7 separate regions of the Mus musculus genome follow, and all the other regions are linked to region 5. A link is a contact called in public Hi-C, HiChIP or PLAC-seq and promoter capture Hi-C data. All regions are on one chromosome and are shown on one strand. Each heading gives the region's core, a stretch centred on a gene start, on an enhancer-like site or on the middle of the called end of the contact. The rest is flanking DNA. Distances are from core to core; before and after follow the strand shown. Region 1 has its middle 150 kb from the start of Gm48750. Region 2 has its middle 120 kb from the start of Gm48750. Region 3 has its middle 19 kb from the start of Gm48750. Region 4 has its middle 41 kb from the start of Gm48750. Region 5 holds the start of Samd5 (sterile alpha motif domain containing 5). Region 6 has its middle 78 kb from the start of Gm48750. Region 7 has its middle 50 kb from the start of Gm48750.

Region 1 (2,700 bases), core at 20-2,519, 470 kb after region 5:
TAGAAGGTCACAGAAAGACATTGCCTCATATTTTTTTCATTGTTGGTTGAAGATTTAGCCAAACAAGCTCTTGTTGACCTTAATGAATGTAATGCCCCCTTTGGTGCTATAGAAATCTCAATATTAGGTATTGGGGAGCACTGTACAGTCTCTGCAGACGCCAGGCTGCAGCTGTTTTCCACATACTTATGATGCTACTTTTTGTACTCTGCGGTGTCTTCTTTGTCCTGACTGTCAAGTTACTGCAGTGTTTCCTCTTTAATTCAGAACTTTGTCTAAGTGAGGCAAAGTGTCAAGCTTTTCTCTTTCTCAGTCCTGCCCTGGTATTAACTGTGCTCAGGAGCACACTATGTGGCCTGAGATCGTGAGGAATGTCCCAGCTTTTCAAGTAGTAGGAATATAGGCTTGATCTACATTGCCATCCATTCGCCTTGGATAAACTATACAAGGACATTTCTATAACCTCTCCAATGGCCACAGCACAGTCCAGGTGTTAAAAAGTCAGCTAATTATAGCATCCAGAGAATTTTTTTTTAAATATGCACTATTTTAAGTGTGTGTGTGTGTGTGTGTGTGTGTGTGTGTGTGTGTGTGTGTGTGTTATATCTTTTCGTCTCGTGAGTGTTTGCATGCCTATGAAGGAATCCGTGAAGGAGGCCAGACATGCTGTCAGATTCTCTGGTAGCTTGAGTTACAAGTGGTCATAAGCCACCTGACATGGGTGCTCAGATCCAAACTCAGGTCCGCTGTAAAAGTGGTAAGTGCTTTTACCTACTGACCAAGGTATTTGGCCTCATACAGTGAATTTTCACTTCAAATATTACAGAGACAAATTCAAGCTTTGCTGACATTACTCTTCTTGGTCTGAGAAAAAGACCACTTAATATATTCTAAGACCTAGCATAAGAAAACTTGGAGAACATCGACTAACTTTAGGGCTAGCTATAAATAGTCTTGGTTGAAGAAGATGAGTTTTGAACGAGATTTAAACAGACTAAATTCTAAGTTAAAAAAAAAACAAATTGTTTAAAGAATCCTACTTCTTAAATGAAACTAAAATGAAATATGATAATTGTTATTAAGATCTCTTTTATTCTATGAGTAGATCACTCGTGCTATGAAAAGCCTAACAGTTCTAGAATAACTCAGGCAATAATCGGGAAGGAAGCCATCACTCAGGATTGCCAATCCAGTACCTCTTATGCATGGAACTACAAGAGAGGAGCTGCCAGAGGCTCCATCCCAGCCTCTAGCTGGTCTGACACCCACGCTTCTGCTTTCCCAGGCCTGCCACACAGATGGCTCCGTTCTGTACGCTTTTTTTAATGGAAGACATTGCTATCCCCTGTGGCTCATTTGAGCCTTAAAGAATTTTGTTTTATTTGCGATGAGATAAACTGACCGTCTTGTCTTTTATATGACCCCACCTCGCAACACACACATAATCTTTCTCTCTTGTTCCCAGTAAAGCACATCACAAATATTTTATAGGAGGGATAGCTTGTTTTTAAATCCACTGAAATGAACACATGAATGTGAAATCAACTTAAATTCTGTAGAAAATTATTCAAAATATTCAAATATATTCCTAATTTCAAGAGGTGGGAATCACCTACTCTATGAAGCTTTTTGCCCACAGAAATAACTTAACTCGTAGTATATCACAGGATAGTGTAAGTTACATATGGTTTAATCCAGGCAGGCTTGTAGAATACAGTAATGCAAAGGTATGAAGCTGAAGCTATTTTGAAGTCTTGATAATGCTTCTAGACTGGATACTGTCTATTGTCAGTGTGTGTGTGTGTGTGTGTGTGTGTGTGTGTGTGTGTGTGTACACATGTGCACGCGCACACAATAGGTGAAGTACATTGAAAGAGAAAGCAGCCACACTGTGTGCCGTTATGATGAGAAGGCTTGTCTTATTTCTTGGGATCCTAAAGATAGGTGCACACTCTGGCCAGCCGCTCCTCCTCTGCAGCAGAAGGTCTGTCATTTTCACCGTGTTCATTCATTCATGTAATTTCCTTTTTGGCATGATCATGTAGAACAGTCAGCCAATTCCTCACTGTTACCTCCTAGAATAGTTCCTGATTGTAGTTTTCCAGAAGAAAAACAAAGCATACACAAAATGCCCCACCTGGGATGCTTATCCCAAGTCACTTTGATCCAGTCTGAGGGATCCTCAAGAGAATCTTGCATAATTACCCTTTGCTATGCGCTAGTCACAGACCCCATGTGAAATGAAACTGGAAAGTCATTTCCTCCTTGAATTTCTTTGCTCCTGGGGCACTCTATTTTAAACTTTTTTTTTTTTTTTTTAGTTAGACGGCCTATTTCAGGGGTTTCTAAAATTCCACTTCTTGGAGTGTCTGGTGATTTTCAGGACACAGAGACACAGCTATAAAGCTCAATGAACACAGAGAATTCTGCAAACATCCCTGCAGATTCCACTGACTCATCAAAGACCTCCTGAGTGCCTGGCCAGCCCAGTTCTTTCTAACTGGGCTGCTGTTTAAAAGAGGCCTGTGTGTCCACTGGAGACTAACACAAAGCTATCCCCATGCTGTCTCCCTGAAGCCTTACTTGAACTTGAAGACAAGACCAATGAAAAAGCTCTTCCCTGGCTCTTTGGATCATCTACGCAATGATGCCCTTCATGCTTGCTACCTGCAACTTGCTTTCCTCTCCTTCTGGAACTGC
Region 2 (2,700 bases), core at 64-2,563, 440 kb after region 5:
TACTTGACCACATGCTTTGTGGTACAATGACAGCAGATGATCTTTCACCCAAGGACAGCTTCCAGGGGCCTACTAAGAAAGTAGTACATATAGAGTAGATACATTGGACAATGGGATTAATCATGCCCAAAGCAGTTCCAAAGCAGTTCAGATGGTTTCATCTGGCTGCTCAAAATGGAGACATTATTCTATTCTATTAATATTTTTGAACTGAAGTTGACCACAGGGAACAGAAATGTTGGACATCAAAGCTACAGAGCAGAGGACTATCGTGTCTCTAGATCTCATTTCTATATGACCCCTGCAGTGATCAAATGGTATACCAATCTGTGTGATGCTTTGGGAAGGAATAGTTCTATTTTCTTGTCTGAGTTCTAGAAACTGAACCTGTTGATGATACCTGGTAAATTATAATAGCAATGAGAATTTTAAAATTGACCACAAAATTCTATTACCCTATATATATCCATAAGTTAGATGAACTGAATAGATATATTTTCATCTCACCAGTGCTGACAGAATAATAGAATAATCATACCTCCTGCTCTGAAGCCTCTTCTAGATCAGACAATAAGACAGGTGGTTTTTCTTTTCTTTTCTTTTCTTTTCTTTTTTATTTTGTTTTGTTTGTTTTACATATTCCTTTTTTTGAACCTCCTTAAAAAGCCAATGAATTATGTAGTATATCTATACTTTATAACATGAATAAAGGTTGCCATTTGTCCAGGAGCTACACCTAGAGAGCTATCCTTGAGCCTGGATCTTGGCACCAAAATTAATGTTCTTTCCGTCCTTTGGTGCAGACATTTTGGAGAGTTAGCGAGTGACAGAGCAGCGTTTGCCATTAAGAATGAGAACACGCTGCTTTGGAGGGAGGGTTCTCACAGTGCACTCAACGAACCAAGCAACTGCTGGCTGACTCACAGTTCAATAAATCCTTCTACTAGAGTAAGATGCTCTGGGGAGATAGGATTAACATAGGGGATGCCTGGCATTCATTCCCCACATTTCAGTTGGAAGCAAGAGTTGTTTTCAAAAATGACTTGAACAACAGGGCAGTTTCCCTGCTTGCTTCTGGAAATACCTGTCGAAAATTGCAAAGAAAGGTTTAATGTTATCTCAAAACTTCCCCCATAAAGGACTGAAAGTTTGTTTTCTTACTTTTGCAAAGATCTTTGAGAGCTCAATGCATTTTTTTCTTTGTAGATAGTTGATGGAGATGATTTCCCCTAAATATAGAAAGCATTTAAGCCTACAGTGTTTTTCAATGATGATAGCAAGAATGTGCATCCAATTTTAGCAATCAAGATGTCTGAGAACAGAGAAGTCAACTCACAGACACGATTCTTTGACACTCCTCAGATATGTTGTTCTTCCCTGTGTCTAGCTCTTAAGTTTTGTGTTTTAAATTTGGTTTTACAGTAAATAAAAATCTGAACCTTTAAATGGCTGGGTCACAGTGAGGCGAGGAAATCCAAGAAAGGATCCCCTAGAGAGTTTTGGAGAGTGTGGATTGCTGGGGAGCTGGGGAAGGGAGACTGGGGTCCCAGTATAGCCACATACATGAAAGTGTGTGCCTATAACCATGCACACTGCACCTCTTCTTCACTCGCAGCAGATACCATGGAATGTACAACTCCACAAAAGCATATTTATAAAAACACATAGGCATCTCACTGCCCACCATGCATAGACACGTACAGGGTGTCTGTGGTACCCCTGCGGTGAGGTGTACCTGCAGATCAATCATGTAGTCAGAGCGCAGGTATAAAGATGGTAACTAAGATGCTTCATTTGCTGCCCCACACAATCCATGTGCATTATCTGATTTTTTTCTACACTCAGTCCATGAGAGGAGCACCACCCATCCCATCATTTTAATGATGAGGAGCTGGATTCAGAAAAGGAATAAAGAACTCGTCTAATCTGTTCTTCAGTGGTACTTATAACGTCCAAGCCCACAGACATCAGAACTTTGTCACCTACACAATTTTTTCTTTCTGTCACATACCCTGCAAAACTCTACCATGTGAAAAAGTATGATGTAGCCTGGTGTTCTTGAAAGTACTATTGGGACTTTGTCACCTGCCTTAATTTAGCCCATGGCTGCTCCCTGGGTGATAACGTTATCTCAGGAAAAGCTGGCTACCTCTTCATTTTCTTGGTGCCCCAAGAACATCTAAAACTCAGACACAGTTGTATCATCAGTAACCCCAGGAGAACAACCCTGCGGTGAGGTAGCCTTGAATCTTGAGCCTGACTCTAATGACAAGCTTCCTCTGCCAAGTACCCATGCGCATGATTCCAACCCACAATCTTTCCCTTTTCACCTTGTCTTCCTTCCTGGAACAGAGTAATCCGCATCTTTTCCATTCAAGGCCTGGAACATACGCCTTCTCTTTTGAGGTACCTCCCAGCCCCCAGCTTGTCCACCGAAGAATACTCTTTTATTTCACATTCATCACACTGGAATGATTTTGTTTTCTCCTGATTGCATTGATCAGAATTTTTGCTCCCTCACGGCAAAGACTGCTGTTTGCTGTGACTGCAATTAGCTGTCGATTCCCAGACAATTAGCACAGTGACTGTCAAGCCCTCAACAGTGGTTTGTAATGATTTACTGGAAAGGGGAACTTAACTCCACTATAGATTCACTGTTATCTAGAACTTTCCTTTTATCCACTGGTGCATTGGATTGTG
Region 3 (2,700 bases), core at 93-2,592, 340 kb after region 5:
CTGCTTGCCCTCCCCTCTCTCTCTCTCTCTCTCTCTCTCTCTCTCTCTTGCCTTTTGCCCCCTTGCTCCCCTTTCTTTCCCCCTCTCTCTACGTGGTCATGGCCGGCCTCCATTTCTCTACTCTCCTTCTCTCTGTCTTTCTCTGCCTCTACTACTCCTTTAACTTCCCTCCCCATGCCCTGAATAAACTCTATTCTATACTATGCCAGTGTGTGGCTGGTCTCTCAGGGGGAAGGGGGTGCCTCAGCATAGGGTGGCTGAGGCACCCCCTTCCCCCACACCCCGCTTTCTCTTTTTTATGATCACAACACTAGCATCCTGCGTGCTTTCTATCACCCCGCTGACTAAACAGGGAGTTTCTAGAAGACAGTTCTAGAACAGAATCAAAATGTGGGTTAGAGTCTTTGGAGAAGTATTCCAGCTCACTTATACATAAAACAGATTTATATGTAATATATTAGACACCATATATGCTTTTTTATGTGGTTTTATAAGGTTTGCAGATTCAGATCCTTCTCGTTTCCAGGGCCTGACCTACCAAGAATGCAGTTCTGCAGTCTCAATAGACCCTGGCTAGATCTAGTCTCCTTTTACATTTTTCATTGGAAGAGCTTGACAGAGATTGCTGAGGAAGCAGGGTGCATATCTGCATGCGATAAAGAGGGCACGCACACACACACAAACACACAGACACACAGACACACACACACACACACACACACACACACACACACACACACGATGAGCCCCTCTTCCATATGGATGACCTGATTCAACCCAGGAGGGGCGTGAACAGGAAGAAAACCATGGGCTATTTATTCCCAGAAATGACAGCTCTGTAGCAATTACAGGAAAGCCAAGATCTTTGTTTTATTTTGAAGTTTGTTGATGTTGGTTGTTGGTTGGTTGGTTACTTGGTTGGTTTTGTTTTGTCAGGAACTCCTAATACCCTGAGCAAGTTTGATGCACATCAGTGCACCAAGCTGAGGCGGTTCATTATCCAAGAGGAGTCTGAGCGAAGAAGGCATCTGCTTAGAAGCTGCTGTGCTCAAAATGAGGCTTTCTCCAACGCCGCTGTCAGGGGTCCCTGTGGCAGAGATAGATAAATGGTATATCAGACCCTCACCTTCTTCAGTGGCCTTGTCACATCCTCCCTGAGGAGCAGACACCGCATCTAAGAGCATCTCTGCTTACCTGCCATCTTATACTAGGCCCTCCCCACAGGGGAGGTGTCCCTCTGGCACCTGATTTTCATAACAAAGTGCCAGCTTGAATCCTGCTTGTCAGAGACTAAAACCTCTCAAGCTCTTCCCTTGCCACAGTACACAATAGCTGCTGGCTGTGCTCTGCATCTCAATACCTAAGTGTCTGCTCCCATCAGATCGGAGCACAGAGCAATAGCCCCATGAGACCTGCCAAAACAGCAGCCCTGCTAAAATTGCTTACCGCCCTCAGACCTGACCACCAGAAGCTGAATCAAGATACGTTAACTTCAGCTTCTCACAGCAAAACCCTTAGGGAGCATGGATTCAACCTGATGCCCTTGGCCTTGAGAGTGAGGATTTGCCATATTAAAAAATGAATAAATAAATACTATAACTTTAGAGGAGTTTGGAAGCACTGAAGGTGGTCCCAGTCAGGGATGTCTCACCCATGAGTTTGAATGCCTCATCTAAATAGAAAAGTGAATCCTCTTGGAGGGCCTTGCTCAGTGAATATCTTTCTCCTGGTGGAAGGAGGCTTCTGTGGATAAGACAATGAGAATTCTTTCTGTATCCCAACTCTCTTTTAGCCAGAGCTGCAGAAGTCTCAGCTGCAGTAACATCCTAAATCTAAGGATTAATTATTCCCAATATTTATCCCTTCATTTCCGGGCATTTCCCTAGACACAGAGCTGGAAGTACCTTGTTTATCCTCAGAACAATGACTAACGGTATCTGTTTATTATTTTCATGTCACAGATATGGAATTTATGGAACAGGTAGGGGAATGATTAGCCCTACTAACCAAAGTTACAAGCAGTGAACACAGGGATGAAAGCATTGTACATGCTCTAAGCAAAACCTTCTCGTGTTTTCCACGTTGGGTAGCTCTAGCCAAGTCACTCACTGTGTTGATGGGCCTCCAGTTCAGCAAAACTGCTCTTCTAATGACAGATAAGTCATTATTATGAGCGTGTCAGTATGAGAGCCAAGTAAAACATGGGAAACAAAACCTCAGCATGGAATTCAAGCATCCGCATTAGAAGATACATATCTAGTGTTTATATTTATACATATACAGACATTCACCTGTATATATTCATACACACAAGCATATATATATATATATATATATATATATATATATATATATATCTTGCCCTATCATTAGGGAAAAAATTTAAGATAGGTAATTACAATTTAAGTAATTTGCCTAATACAGTACCTAAAATTGCTATCAGATAAACATTTCTTGAGAAGATCAAAATATATGGTTATTTCCCATTTTCCCATTTGGATCTCTTTCAATTTGTGAAGTTTATTAGCTTGGTTCAGTGTCTTTGAGCATTAGTCAACATTTAAAGTGTAGGTTTTTATGATTCTGGGGGAAGCAATTGCTTCCAAGGGAGAAAACACTCTGTAAATTACATGTAAATGTTTCTACTTGGATGAGTTCTTTTGCATCTGTGCAGAGGATCATTTTAATTTACACAGGAAT
Region 4 (2,700 bases), core at 5-2,504, 360 kb after region 5:
TGTATAGCCTAAATATACAAGAGGTGTAGAACTCTAGGTACGTTGAGAAGGGATGGAGACTATTCAAGGTAGGTGCGTAGATCCTACAGAATGTTTATAAGGCTTATAGAGTATGTGTAGATATTTAATTCCTTGCTATTATTTAAACCTGAGAAGCTACTGAAGTACATTTTCAACACTTGTATTTAAAAATACACCAGACAAGGCTAGTTTTGTATACATAGTGCTCTCACACAATTTGTAAGCTTTGTTCTTAAGTAAATAATAGTTATGTACATTTGGGCATTCCTCTTGTATTCTTGATCTGAAAAACCAGTAGGGTCTGTAGAGATATGTGTGGTCTCCAGTGTGCCCCAGACCTTGGCACTTCCCCTTGTCTTACTCTGCCCATCCACACTAGCACGTTTGGCACATTATCTACGTGACACATTTATAGTTACTTGAATATTTTCTCTGGGTATGGAATGATTTTAAGAGTTTCAGGAAAATCTCCTCCCCATTAAAACCTCTTCTGTTTGCTTTCTGGAACTTCAGTTAATGTTTAACAGCAACAGTTAAATAGACAAGTTCACACTACAGGCACAGTTAAATTATCCCTACCAAACTCAAATCGCTGCATTGCTCATCTGGGTTAACTTCTAGCAGACATTTTGGAAGAGTCCAAGGGAGACTGCTGTCCCTTTCTCCGGGACAGTGAAGGGTCCTGGAGAAAGAAAGAACAATAGAATTGAGAGGCCAATTAGTGCTGTGAGAGACAAAGAGCATCTACTTGATAATGGTTTTGGCCTTTGTGTGCTTTAAGGAAGTCTTAGCCCCTACAGAGTGTGGATGACTAAGTCCTAATCTGCATTTTCTTAAAGCTCCACCAACAGTCTGTACCATGGAACAATTGTGAATGTGGAATGAGTACAGAGGAAACACCATATCTGCCAGGCTTCCAAAGAGGATGGAAAGGCGTTGGAAGGATGGAATACATTGCTACAATATACTCAAATCGCTCATGCCAACCAGAGATTGTGATTGTTTCCCTGATGTTGAGTTGATAAGGGTTTATAAGCCACAATGCATTCTCTGAGACACATAGGGAATTGGCAAAAGCTCACTGGGAAATGAGCCAATTCTGCTATTTTGTCTTCTGTCATTTTGCTGCTGATGTAAATGCACGCACACAGGTCACTTATAATGAGCAGTGTGCAGCGGTAAAACCAGCCCTTGTAATGAACGTTGTGGCCCTGGGATGTGATGTGGAAATAGGTGACATATGAGAAAGATGTCTAATGGAGGCTTGGTCAGCAGGTCATCTGCCAAAGGGAAATGAGGAACTAGAGTAGTTTCCGAGACAATTCTGGAAAAGCATTGATGCAATTTTCTTACTAATCATGCCAGTTATTTATGCTATTCTAAATGAAAGCAGCTCACCTACTCTAATACAGCATGCTAACCTCTTCTTAGAAGATCCATAGAAGGACAGGGGCCAGATGATTTCCTCTGTTACCTAGAAAGGCCACGTCATTCACTATTAGAGGATAAAATTAATAGTTGGTCTTTAGGGAAATTATTATTCTGTATAAATACTTTGACTAATCCGGTTTATCTTTATGATGAAGATAAACAGACTAAAATTTGTTATATACATATGTTAATTTGTTGTTCCTACCTGGGTAGCTTTCTGAGGGCTCAAAATCTGGCTTATTTGAAGCAGGCATATTGTTGCGCTTACTCATAGAATAAGTACTGCTAATCCCTTTGACTATGTTGGCAGGATTCAAAGTATAGTGTCACTAACTCCTAACTGTATCATGCTGATTGAAACACTTAATAGCTCTGTGCATTAGTTTCTTTGTCTGGGAAATCGGATAACAGCAATCTCAAAGAGATGGGAAAATTAAACTATTACATATGTGTATATATTTTAAGACTATATAGTCTTATTAGTTCTTTGATTGTATTTATTATACACTATGTTTTGGTCAAATTCACTCTTCACTCCTTATCAACCCTTCCCGACTCACTCAATTTTGTGTTCTTTTCCTTAAAAAAAAGTTTTAGTGGGTTAGAGATTTAAAGTACCAGTCTAGAATGCATGGACAACTGGGTTCAATCCCCAGTACTATATAAACCATGTGTCGTGGTACATACTTGTAATTTCACACTTAGTAGGGAGAGACAGAAAGACCAGAAGTTCAAGACTGTCCTTGGCTACATAGTTGTTCACTACCTGTCTGTGCTATCAAAAAGCGAATGAATGAATGAATGAATGAATGAATGAATGAATGAAAGTCTTAAAAAGAACAGTGCCTAGTCTAGAGTATGCAGTCAGTATTTGTCAGCTGATATTTCTTTATTCATTTTTATCTCTATATACCCATGTGCTCAAAGGAATTAATTGAAATCGTGCATTATCTAAAGTACACTTATCTCACATTTGAATGACTGGGCAGAATCGTTATACAGATAAGGCAGCTGTCAGCCAACATCCCCTCAGAGCTCAGACAGGACTGCTCTATGTCTGTGGAACTTACACGGTTTCCTCTGCTGCTTACGCTCATTCTTATCATTGGCTGTAGTGCAGTAAGAGATGATATTCATTCTATTAACATTTCTGTCCATTCTGGGTTACACAGATTACACTGCTACGGGATCCTTCCTACTCTCCTATGGGCACTGAGAATCTTGTGCCAAGCCTATCCTTCTGTTTCA
Region 5 (2,700 bases), core at 141-2,640:
AGAGACAGGTAGGGCCCCAGAAGGACTCTTTCAGGAAGGGTATTGGCCAGGTCTGGCTCTAGAGTGAAGCTGAGTGTTACTTTTGTGAAAAGGAAATTGTTGCTGCCTGCAAGGTTTCTTAAGGTTCTAACTGCTTCCCCAAAGATCAGACGAAGTGAAAAGAGGCCTAGGAACTCCGGGGGGTCGCCCTTCTCCTCCCCACTCCCCCGCCTCCATTCAAAGCTGGGCCATGGGCACCAGGAGGGAATCTCGGTTAATTTTGTTACTCCCATCTAGGCAGAAGTGCTAGATGCCCTAGTGTTCTCTTTAACACAGCTGCGTGGTGGTGTATGTGGTGGTGTATCAATTAACACGCGACCCTGGGGCAGAGAAGGGGGAGTCGGCTGTGGTCCCTGTCTCGGAGGCAGAAAACCTCTCTTGTCCCTGGGCAGGGAGCCACCTGGGGCAGAAGAGCTGTAACGCGAAGTGAATAGAAAGCAAAAAGGCAGGGAGAGATTGAGGGGGTCTGACACAACGCGGTGTGCTTGTGTGGCTGGAAGGAAGGTGGGGGTGGGGAGGGATGCCGATCAGGTAGGGATGCGCTGACCGAGGAGGAGAAAGTAACAACCCACCCCAAACTTTCGCAGGTCAGATGGCCTTGGAGGGAGAGGCAATCGGGAGCAGTCGTGCCCCTCCCGACACCCACCCGGTGTGACTAGTTATAGCGAGGAGGGGCCTCGCGCCCATCAGGCTGGACAGTCCCCACGTCGCTCCCACCCTGCTGCCAAAACGCAGCTGCTTGGGGCACAGAGCGCAGCACCACAGAGCCAGACACACCGTGCCTGTGGAGCCTTAGCAACCCGCTCCTTTGAAAGGACATTCTACGTGCATCGGGAAAGGAGAAGGGACACTGGACTCAACAGCTTCTCTCAGGACCAGTGACCGGGTCCTCCCCTTGGACACCCAGGCGAGAGTACCCACTGGCTTGGGAACTGAGCGAAGAAAAAAAAATCTAGGGGTTTGGAGAAGTCGGATTCAAAAGAAATGTCGAAAGATATCCAGGGCAGCCACCGGAGTCCGGAAGCTTAATAGCCACCGGGTCACCGTGACCCCGGGAACGACAGTGACTGACAAGCGCACAGACCAGGCGCTCGCCATCATCCACCGGTCTGCCCGCCGGAGCCGCCTCCACGGCGTGGGACCCGGTTGCAGACGTCCACGGAGCCGGCCAGATAGCGACATGCAGCGAGCACTCCCCAGACTGCCCCAGCTGGGGAACCTCCTGGGCGGCGCAGCGCGACGGTGACCCGCGCGGGTGCGAGGGGTGTGCCCGGCCCCGCCTGCGCGCCCCTCCCCGCGGTGGCCGCGCATCCAGGGGCGGCGCGGAGCCCAGCCGCTCGCCCAGCCGCCAGTGCCCGCGAGCGCCGCGCCTGCTCGGGGAATCCACTTCGCCGCTAGACGCTCCTCGTTTTCTCTCGCTCCCTCCCCGGCTGCTTTCTATGGCTCTGACTCTGCGGCCGGAGCCTAACCACTAAGGGAGAAACTTTTCCTGCTGTTTCTTCTCCCCACCCCTTTCCAGGAGAGGATTAAAAGTTGCAAGAACTGGTGCCGCCCGTGTCACTTGGGTACTCGCTGGCGAGTTCCGAGTCTCAGCCATGTGCACCAACATAGTTTACGAGTGGCTGAAAGCGTTACAGCTCCCACAGTACGCTGAGTCCTTCGTGGATAATGGCTACGATGACCTGGAAGTGTGCAAGCAGATCGGAGACCCGGACCTGGACGCCATCGGGGTGCTGGCTCCCGCGCACCGCCGGCGCATCCTAGAGGCTGTGCACCGGCTGCGGGAACAGGATGCGGCCGCTGCCGGCCTCTACTTCACCCTTGAACCGCAGCCCGTGCCACCGGCACCGCTGGTAGAAGCGGTGCCCCCAGGCCGCCGGGGGGAGCCATGTGGCAGCTCAGCCCAGGGCACTCGCGGGGACCCCCGTGGCCAGCCGGGCGCTCCCTGCAGCAGGGAGCTGGTGAGCTACCCTAAGCTGAAGCTGAAGATCATGATCCGGGATAAGCTGGTCCGCGATGGCATCCACCTGAGCAAACCCCCATACTCACGCAAGGTAAGGAGGCCCCGCCAGGGCGACCTTGGGCATGGCGGGAGGGAACCAGGCCTGGAGCTTCTGCAGCGGCTCAGCAGTCAGTCTAGGTGACAATTGAGAAACCAGGGTGTTCGGGGTGTCTGGTTCTCCCGTTTTCTGCGTTATCTATCTATTCCTTCTGTGCTGGCGTCTCTAATAATAGCTGCTCACTCATATTTTGCATGTAGACAACTCTTAACAGCACCCTAGCATATGGGCTCGATTGTCAGGTTCTGAGCAATGGGTGCTTGCTTTTGGTGGCCACCGGGAAATCCTAATGCCTCTGGGAAATCCTAATGCCTCTAGTAGTGTCTGGCTTGGAAGAGTGAAAAAAAAAAAAAAGATGGGTCACATCTGCCTTATTTTCAACCTTCCTCTTTTTCTTTACTTTTTTCTTCTGAGTTTTGAGAAACTTCCAAGAGGAGTGGGTGACTATTGCCAAAGGAGTAGGGGAATTCAGGGCCTGCTGTTCTCAATTCCATGCTATGGAGAAGTGTCCCATTAACAGGAACCTATGTGTGTGTGGTGGTGGTGGGGGGGGGGGGCGTGCTAAACACAAAACTTGTGCCTATTCACAGGAGGCTCCTAA
Region 6 (2,700 bases), core at 158-2,657, 400 kb after region 5:
TCAATTACATTCTGAAGCTATTTTCCCAGTTTAAGATATCCATCTCACAAGCCCACCCCGTCTGCAGATGCCACTCCTAGGGATTGGAGGCCCAGAGTATTCATACATCTGTCTGACTCTTCTGCAGAATCCAGGACTCCCATGGTTCCCTTTCCCAACTACTAGAGCAGATTGCATAACTCGCATAACTTGGGGAGACGCTTTGATTACTATCAGCAGTGCATTGTAAACATCCTAACCCAAGAGCAGTTAAATGGAAGAAATGCAAAGGAGAAGCTATGGTGCGAAGATTAGGGAGTTTCTATGCCTTGTCCAAGCCTGCCTATTCCCATCATCTTCATATGTGAACCAATTCTGGAGACTTACAGTTCTCTTTAGGAGGCTATGGACATTTTATGATAATCATTAGTCACTGGCATTTGGCTCATTCTTTGTTCCTCATCCCCTCATGCAAGCTGATATTGGAGCATGGACAGAAAGGGAGAGTAGAGGTTGTAATTCTTTAGTCAGAGCATGGTCTTTCTGGAAATTAGCTTTGAGTCTGGTCTGATCTAGAGACCTTGCTTTGCAGTTCTACACTTCGGGGCAGATTACTTCTTGAAAGCCAGGAGCACACATACATATACATCAGCATAAGCACACACACACATAAAGCATGCTAGCAAGATGGGGCCTTTCTATTGTATAACAGAGGGAGTGATATGCCTTTCATATTCAGTGGGTTTAAAGGAAACCACACTCAAGGAGATGAAGACCAGATGTTGAACTCCCCCGCTAAAGTTTATTCGCCACAACTCACCTGCTGCATGTCTCCCTGCTTGTTCTTACTGTGAGTGTCTGTGTGGCTACATAACATCTCACCAGCACAGTTTCTGTTCAGATGCAACCTTAATCTTAGGAAAATCCTAGGAACAAAATGAACTTCCAGGATATGTTCCACAGAGGTCACCAAATATTATGTGTTGTATACAGTGCCTCATCTTGTAGTCAAAAGGTGTATGATAACTAACATTTTGTCAGAACATGTTAGGAGGCCTTGCCATATCAATTGTTGTAACTTTTTTTTTGGTAGGGGGAGGGAGAAGAGGGAGAGGAAGCTCAAATTGTGATGTAAATTAATTAATGAATGAAAAAAGAAAATAAAATTAGGTCACTGAAACATCATATAGACTTTTCCTTCCATGCATATATATTTTTTTCTTTATCATATATATGCATAATATATATGATATTAGAGGTGATAGCTACCTGTGTCCAATGTGTTCTGCAGAATGTGATGCATGCCATTAGGGAATTTCAGCCCCTCATGCAATGCCATCTGCTGATCCCGTGACAAGCATATGAATAAGCGCTGTCTCTGCCACTTGCTTGGTCTGTGCATTTAATTAAGTGCACAAATTCCTACAGGCATGTGGCTAAAAGGGCTCTGGCAGATTTCCTCTCTGGAGAGCTTGGCTCTGGATAGCTGTAACCCTCGCTGGCACTGGAATTCCAAACATGTTTGTACGTGTAACAATAAGTCCTGAGTTAGTAGCATGGCAGCCTTTGTCAGCTTCGATTTCAGCTCACCACACAAGCACTGTAATAACTCATACTGAAATGGAGTCATTTGAGGTGTGCTCTATTCATTCCTTTCATAGAAAATTAGCATTTGTGAGCAAAAACATGGGGACATTAACCACATGCACATTTCACAACAATCCAGTTGGATTTACCCTGGTGTTTGATGTGATTCAGTTCGTTCCGTTTGCAATACAAAGCAACTTAGTGAGAATGTTATTTCGGCGTAAAAACCTACAAAACCAAAGTAAAATGTTTCTGAAATGGCATTAACTGAGAAAACAGGAGTTTGTGATGGAACATAACATGTCACAAGCCCAAATTGGTTGGTTGTTTGTGAGCGAGTGCACACATTCACACATGCGTAGTTTTTTTAAATTCAATTTTACTTGTAATTCATTTTTTACACTCCATATTCCATTCCCCACCCCATCCACCCTCCCACTGCTCCCCATCCCACACCTTCTCCCCATTCCACCCTGTCTCCAAGTGGATGCCCCCCCCCCCTCCACCCCATCTGTTTTCTTACCAGGGGCGTTTACAGATACGATGTATTTACTGATAAGGTGAGGTAACAAAACCAGGACAAATTTGCCTCAAGCTCTGGATTCAGGAGCTTCTGATTTGAAGAGAATCCCTCTTCTTCACAGCCTCATCTGAGCACTATTAGATTCCCAAGAAAATATAAAATAAAAGCAAATGTAAGCAGGACCTGGTCATGTGACTTCTTTGACTTGATCTTTAGCCATCAGGATGTCCATGTGACTAAATTCTTTGCATAACTTCTAAGTAACATTGTTTCGATCAGCAAGCGGGTAGGCAGAGGGTTGGGAACCGAGGGAAGCTCCTCCAGCTGTGAGCAACGAAGAGGTCAGGGTGGTGGCTATGGGAACACCTCATCTCCTACGAAGCACAGGTATTGATCTGTTAGTTGATGGCTAAAAGCTCCCTGCGGAAAATCTGCAGCTACAGTGGTAGGCTGGTAACCATGGCATGATAACAGGCTTGCTAGGAGAATTCCCAATTAAACCAACGAATGAAGCAACAGTGAGCTACTCTCTCCTCCTGATTACAATCAGCTGGAGATCGATCCTCTTGTCCCATGAAAGGGAAGGGCATGGTAAATGGGACTAGCACAAC
Region 7 (2,700 bases), core at 73-2,572, 270 kb after region 5:
TACTCCAAACTAATACACTGAACATAGAGTTTTTTCTTCTTCATTCATTTAGCAGTGATGAGGTACCAACTTCATGCTAATACAAAAAATAAGTTTGTCTGTTGCTTCAAAGGGACTCTAGAATAGTTCAAGAAAGAGATGACCATATATTGAACCACTTACCGGTGTAAAAAAGACTGTTTGAGCAGGTTATAAATAGTAGTAGTAAAATGGGGGCCTAGAACTCCAAATTCCTTGGCTCTAAATGTCTGTATTCCAGGCTTCCTACCAATATCCCTGTCCTCCATCTTTTGCGCATTGTGTACTTTTCTGCCACGGTGGAAGCTCCCTGAAGGCCATTTGACATCATGTTAACATGTGTGTGCACCATAACTCCTTTAACATTCTATAAAATCCTCACATACTCATTGTCCCAGGGTTGGTCCAGTACTGTATGAGACTCTGAATAGACTCACACAGAAGATAATTCATGAATGCTCAAGCAAATTGTTTTTCTTTCAAATCTGAGAGGGGCATGATGAGGGAAAGTAGCTACGTACTATCTCAGAGACAACAGAGTGATTGACAACTAATGCTTCTGTCAGTTGCCAGATGTCGAGAGAAGACATTCCTTCAGAAAATTAGTGGCCTCCGATGTGTGCCACAGTGTCTTCTCCTGAACAAATACTCTTATCTATCAGCCAAGGTCTCACTATCTGTACTACAGAGAAAAATCACTTTAGCAGTACGAAAAGACAGAAAAACGGTCCTGTCATATCACGGTTGTATGCTTATGAAAAGATAATCATACAAGGCAGAAGAATCAGAGTATTAATTTCTAAGGAAGTTTGGCTTTGCCTATGTCCAAGAACCCTGTAGATGGCAACATGCAAGCACTCAGGTCACGAGGCCATAGGACCCTGGAGAGACTTTTTGTCTTTCAGTTGTTACACAGTGAGGTGACAAGAGCTAATTGTTTGGAGCAGGTTCGTGTGTTTCCAGATGCAATGCAGTTGACTCCTTTGCATAATCATCATGATACATATTAGTTGGAATTCTAGTCAAAGAGTTACCATGCCTAGGACTAGAATGTGACAGAAAGGTTGGTTTCATCTTGTGAAAAAATAATCTTGCTTCACTAAACAGAAATGGTATCCCAAATTCATTTCAGTTAAACATGCTGTTTAGTTTGTGGGAGAAAGATAAAAACAAAAAAACACTTGAGTATGCAGCACATGGAGGTGCGATGAGCATATGAACACAGAGGAGGGGGAGACATAGGGAGGAGGGAGGGTGGGGGTAGGCATGTACAATGCCTGCCTAAGGAATAAATGGGGAGGCGAAGCCAGTTTGAATGTTAAGTAATTAAATCTGTGAGGTCTTCCCTGAGGACCTTCTAAGAGAAGGCAGTGTGTGCACGCTGTGAGAGCTTTTGAAGAACGAAGCCAATGTTTGTTCTTGTTTGTTTTTCCATTCAGCTAATGCTCAAAATGTCCAATGCGCTGGGCAAAGGGGCATGGGGACATTGGGGAATGACATATATGCTTGCCGACTTGGCTATGGTGATGCTTTAGAGAGATGTACATAAGGAACCACTTAGCAAATTGCATGCTTTAAATGCAAGCACTTCTTGCCCGGGCCTTATTACTTCAATAATAGAGAGCACGTGCGGTGTGCTGTGTCAGACGGCGTCTGCACAAACCTCTCTACGTGCTGAAGCCAGGGAATGCCACTTTGCTCTTTACCCACTGTTGAGGCCAGCCTGCGGCTCTCATGTCCAGGTTCGAGCCTGGAAGGCATCTTGGAATCTGGAAAAGAGGGGATCTAGGCGGGTTGAGAAATAATGGAACCAAGACAACTAGTCTGCTCAAGGTTCAAATTTTTAATGGCGGACACGCTTTATAAAGGAGAGGGGAAGCCCATTCCCGCCAAATCATCCTTGGAGCCCAGCTGCAGGTGACCACGTGTAGGCTCCGGAACAGCTAGGCAGCAGGTAGCAGCAGAGGCAGTGGCAGAACAATAGAGTGATTCAGGGAGGCGGCTCCACCCCAGGTGATCTCCTTAGTGGCAACAAAGTCAAGCCTGGCTCAGCCTGCTTCAGGCTTATGGGAGGCTACGACCCACCATTTCCTTCAGAAAGTTAGAAAAGAAAGGAAAATGGAGCATGACTGAGCATAGGTCTTAACACACGTGTACCCACTCTTCTCCCAGGAAGGCTTATCACTACCTGAACGTATGGCTGGCCTAAGGAGAAGCAGCAAAGGGCCCAGCACTGAGAGAGTTAGTAACTTGGTTATGATCCAGGGTCCCAATTGTGAAAACAAGCTCGTTGTGCTTACCCCTTAGGGGACCTCCACTTCCCTCGTTCCTCTCCAACCTCACAGGCTGATGTCGTCAGACATTTCCAGGCCATATTCAGTTACTTTTACCCGTTTCTTCAAGGTAGCCATATTCTTGCTATTATAACAAACATAGAGACAGAATTGTAGGAATGGGGGGGGGGGAGGAGGAAATATATGAATGAATTCCAGGGAAGTTCAGTGATGATCAATATCTCTGGAAAAGTCACATGCCAGAGAAATGAAATGAGGTGATGATAAGGACATCAAGAGTTAGAATAGCAGGTAAGGGGAGGGCCTGCGGCCCAGAGATGTGTGCATCTATGTAATTCCCACAGTTATGGTGGAGATGGGGGCTTTCTTGCTCTCCTAATGTCTTGCA

The links. Promoter capture Hi-C pulls out the DNA fragments that hold promoters and counts their contacts. A called contact is a pair of places that touch in the nucleus more often than the background predicts. HiChIP or PLAC-seq counts read pairs in DNA pulled down with a chosen protein or histone mark.
Region 1: an H3K4me3 HiChIP or PLAC-seq map of forebrain shows a contact between it and region 5, with 6 times the contacts expected there. The contact joins the enhancer-like site here to the promoter of Samd5 in region 5. A contact is called at or near these places in 4 of 39 promoter capture datasets (cranial neural crest, frontonasal cranial neural crest, liver and 1 more), 2 of 484 Hi-C or Micro-C datasets (cerebral cortex and embryonic stem cells), 9 of 115 datasets of contacts at active chromatin or transcription factors (craniofacial prominence, embryonic basal ganglia, embryonic forebrain and 6 more) and 2 of 9 other capture datasets (embryonic stem cells and pancreatic islet).
Region 2: a Hi-C map of the N1E-115 cell line shows a contact between it and region 5, with 4 times the contacts expected there. The contact joins the enhancer-like site here to the promoter of Samd5 in region 5. A contact is called at or near these places in 8 of 39 promoter capture datasets (the 3T3-L1 cell line, 3T3-L1-derived adipocytes, cranial neural crest and 3 more), 5 of 484 Hi-C or Micro-C datasets (the N1E-115 cell line, cortical neurons and uterus), 9 of 115 datasets of contacts at active chromatin or transcription factors (craniofacial prominence, embryonic basal ganglia, embryonic forebrain and 6 more) and 2 of 9 other capture datasets (adipose tissue and embryonic stem cells).
Region 3: a promoter capture Hi-C map of hippocampal neurons shows a contact between it and region 5, with 4 times the contacts expected there. The contact joins the enhancer-like site here to the promoter of Samd5 in region 5. A contact is called at or near these places in 6 of 39 promoter capture datasets (the 3T3-L1 cell line, embryonic stem cells, hippocampal neurons and 1 more), 9 of 115 datasets of contacts at active chromatin or transcription factors (SST interneurons, embryonic forebrain, embryonic hindbrain and 5 more) and 2 of 9 other capture datasets (adipose tissue and embryonic stem cells).
Region 4: a Hi-C map of the N1E-115 cell line shows a contact between it and region 5, with 7 times the contacts expected there. The contact joins the enhancer-like site here to the promoter of Samd5 in region 5. A contact is called at or near these places in 8 of 39 promoter capture datasets (the 3T3-L1 cell line, embryonic stem cells, hippocampal neurons and 3 more), 3 of 484 Hi-C or Micro-C datasets (the N1E-115 cell line and cerebral cortex), 8 of 115 datasets of contacts at active chromatin or transcription factors (embryonic forebrain, embryonic hindbrain, embryonic midbrain and 5 more) and 2 of 9 other capture datasets (adipose tissue and embryonic stem cells).
Region 6: an H3K4me3 HiChIP or PLAC-seq map of embryonic forebrain shows a contact between it and region 5, with 6 times the contacts expected there. The contact joins the enhancer-like site here to the promoter of Samd5 in region 5. A contact is called at or near these places in 7 of 39 promoter capture datasets (the 3T3-L1 cell line, 3T3-L1-derived adipocytes, cranial neural crest and 3 more), 10 of 484 Hi-C or Micro-C datasets (the HL-1 cell line, the N1E-115 cell line, Sertoli cells and 6 more), 12 of 115 datasets of contacts at active chromatin or transcription factors (SST interneurons, craniofacial prominence, embryonic basal ganglia and 8 more) and 2 of 9 other capture datasets (embryonic stem cells and pancreatic islet).
Region 7: a contact with region 5 is called in an H3K4me3 HiChIP or PLAC-seq map of craniofacial prominence, with 4 times the contacts expected there. The contact joins the enhancer-like site here to the promoter of Samd5 in region 5. A contact is called at or near these places in 9 of 39 promoter capture datasets (the 3T3-L1 cell line, the HPC-7 cell line, HPC-7-derived erythroid cells and 5 more), 1 of 15 datasets of contacts at CTCF or cohesin (stem cell-derived epiblast-like cells), 7 of 484 Hi-C or Micro-C datasets (the HL-1 cell line, the NIH/3T3 cell line, cerebellar granule neurons and 4 more), 6 of 115 datasets of contacts at active chromatin or transcription factors (SST interneurons, craniofacial prominence, embryonic forebrain and 3 more) and 1 of 9 other capture datasets (embryonic stem cells).

The regions. Positions count from the first base shown.
Region 1 is chr10:9,202,845-9,205,544 of GRCm38.p6, reverse strand. No RefSeq gene overlaps it. Among named protein-coding and RNA genes, the nearest start is that of Gm48750, 150 kb to the left of the region's middle. Within about 2 kb of position 1,269, at least 12 of the 459 cell types and tissues checked have an H3K27ac peak or open chromatin away from gene starts, as enhancers often do. A contact at or near this core is called in forebrain, where this site is marked.
Region 2 is chr10:9,232,209-9,234,908 of GRCm38.p6, reverse strand. No RefSeq gene overlaps it. Among named protein-coding and RNA genes, the nearest start is that of Gm48750, 120 kb to the left of the region's middle. Within about 2 kb of position 1,313, at least 5 of the 459 cell types and tissues checked have an H3K27ac peak or open chromatin away from gene starts, as enhancers often do. A contact at or near this core is called in the N1E-115 cell line, where this site is marked.
Region 3 is chr10:9,330,478-9,333,177 of GRCm38.p6, reverse strand. It overlaps a transcript of Samd5 not described here. Among named protein-coding and RNA genes, the nearest start is that of Gm48750, 19 kb to the left of the region's middle. Within about 2 kb of position 1,342, at least 10 of the 459 cell types and tissues checked have an H3K27ac peak or open chromatin away from gene starts, as enhancers often do.
Region 4 is chr10:9,308,960-9,311,659 of GRCm38.p6, reverse strand. It overlaps a transcript of Samd5 not described here. Among named protein-coding and RNA genes, the nearest start is that of Gm48750, 41 kb to the left of the region's middle. Within about 2 kb of position 1,254, at least 8 of the 459 cell types and tissues checked have an H3K27ac peak or open chromatin away from gene starts, as enhancers often do. A contact at or near this core is called in the N1E-115 cell line, where this site is marked.
Region 5 is chr10:9,673,898-9,676,597 of GRCm38.p6, reverse strand. Samd5 (sterile alpha motif domain containing 5) reads left to right here and starts at 1,390. Exons shown (of 2, transcript NM_177271.3): 1 at 1,390-2,093. The coding sequence starts at 1,635.
Region 6 is chr10:9,271,193-9,273,892 of GRCm38.p6, reverse strand. It overlaps a transcript of Samd5 not described here. Among named protein-coding and RNA genes, the nearest start is that of Gm48750, 78 kb to the left of the region's middle. Within about 2 kb of position 1,407, at least 38 of the 459 cell types and tissues checked have an H3K27ac peak or open chromatin away from gene starts, as enhancers often do. A contact at or near this core is called in craniofacial prominence, embryonic forebrain, neural tube and 2 more, where this site is marked.
Region 7 is chr10:9,400,028-9,402,727 of GRCm38.p6, reverse strand. It overlaps a transcript of Samd5 not described here. Among named protein-coding and RNA genes, the nearest start is that of Gm48750, 50 kb to the right of the region's middle. Within about 2 kb of position 1,322, at least 6 of the 459 cell types and tissues checked have an H3K27ac peak or open chromatin away from gene starts, as enhancers often do. A contact at or near this core is called in craniofacial prominence, where this site is marked.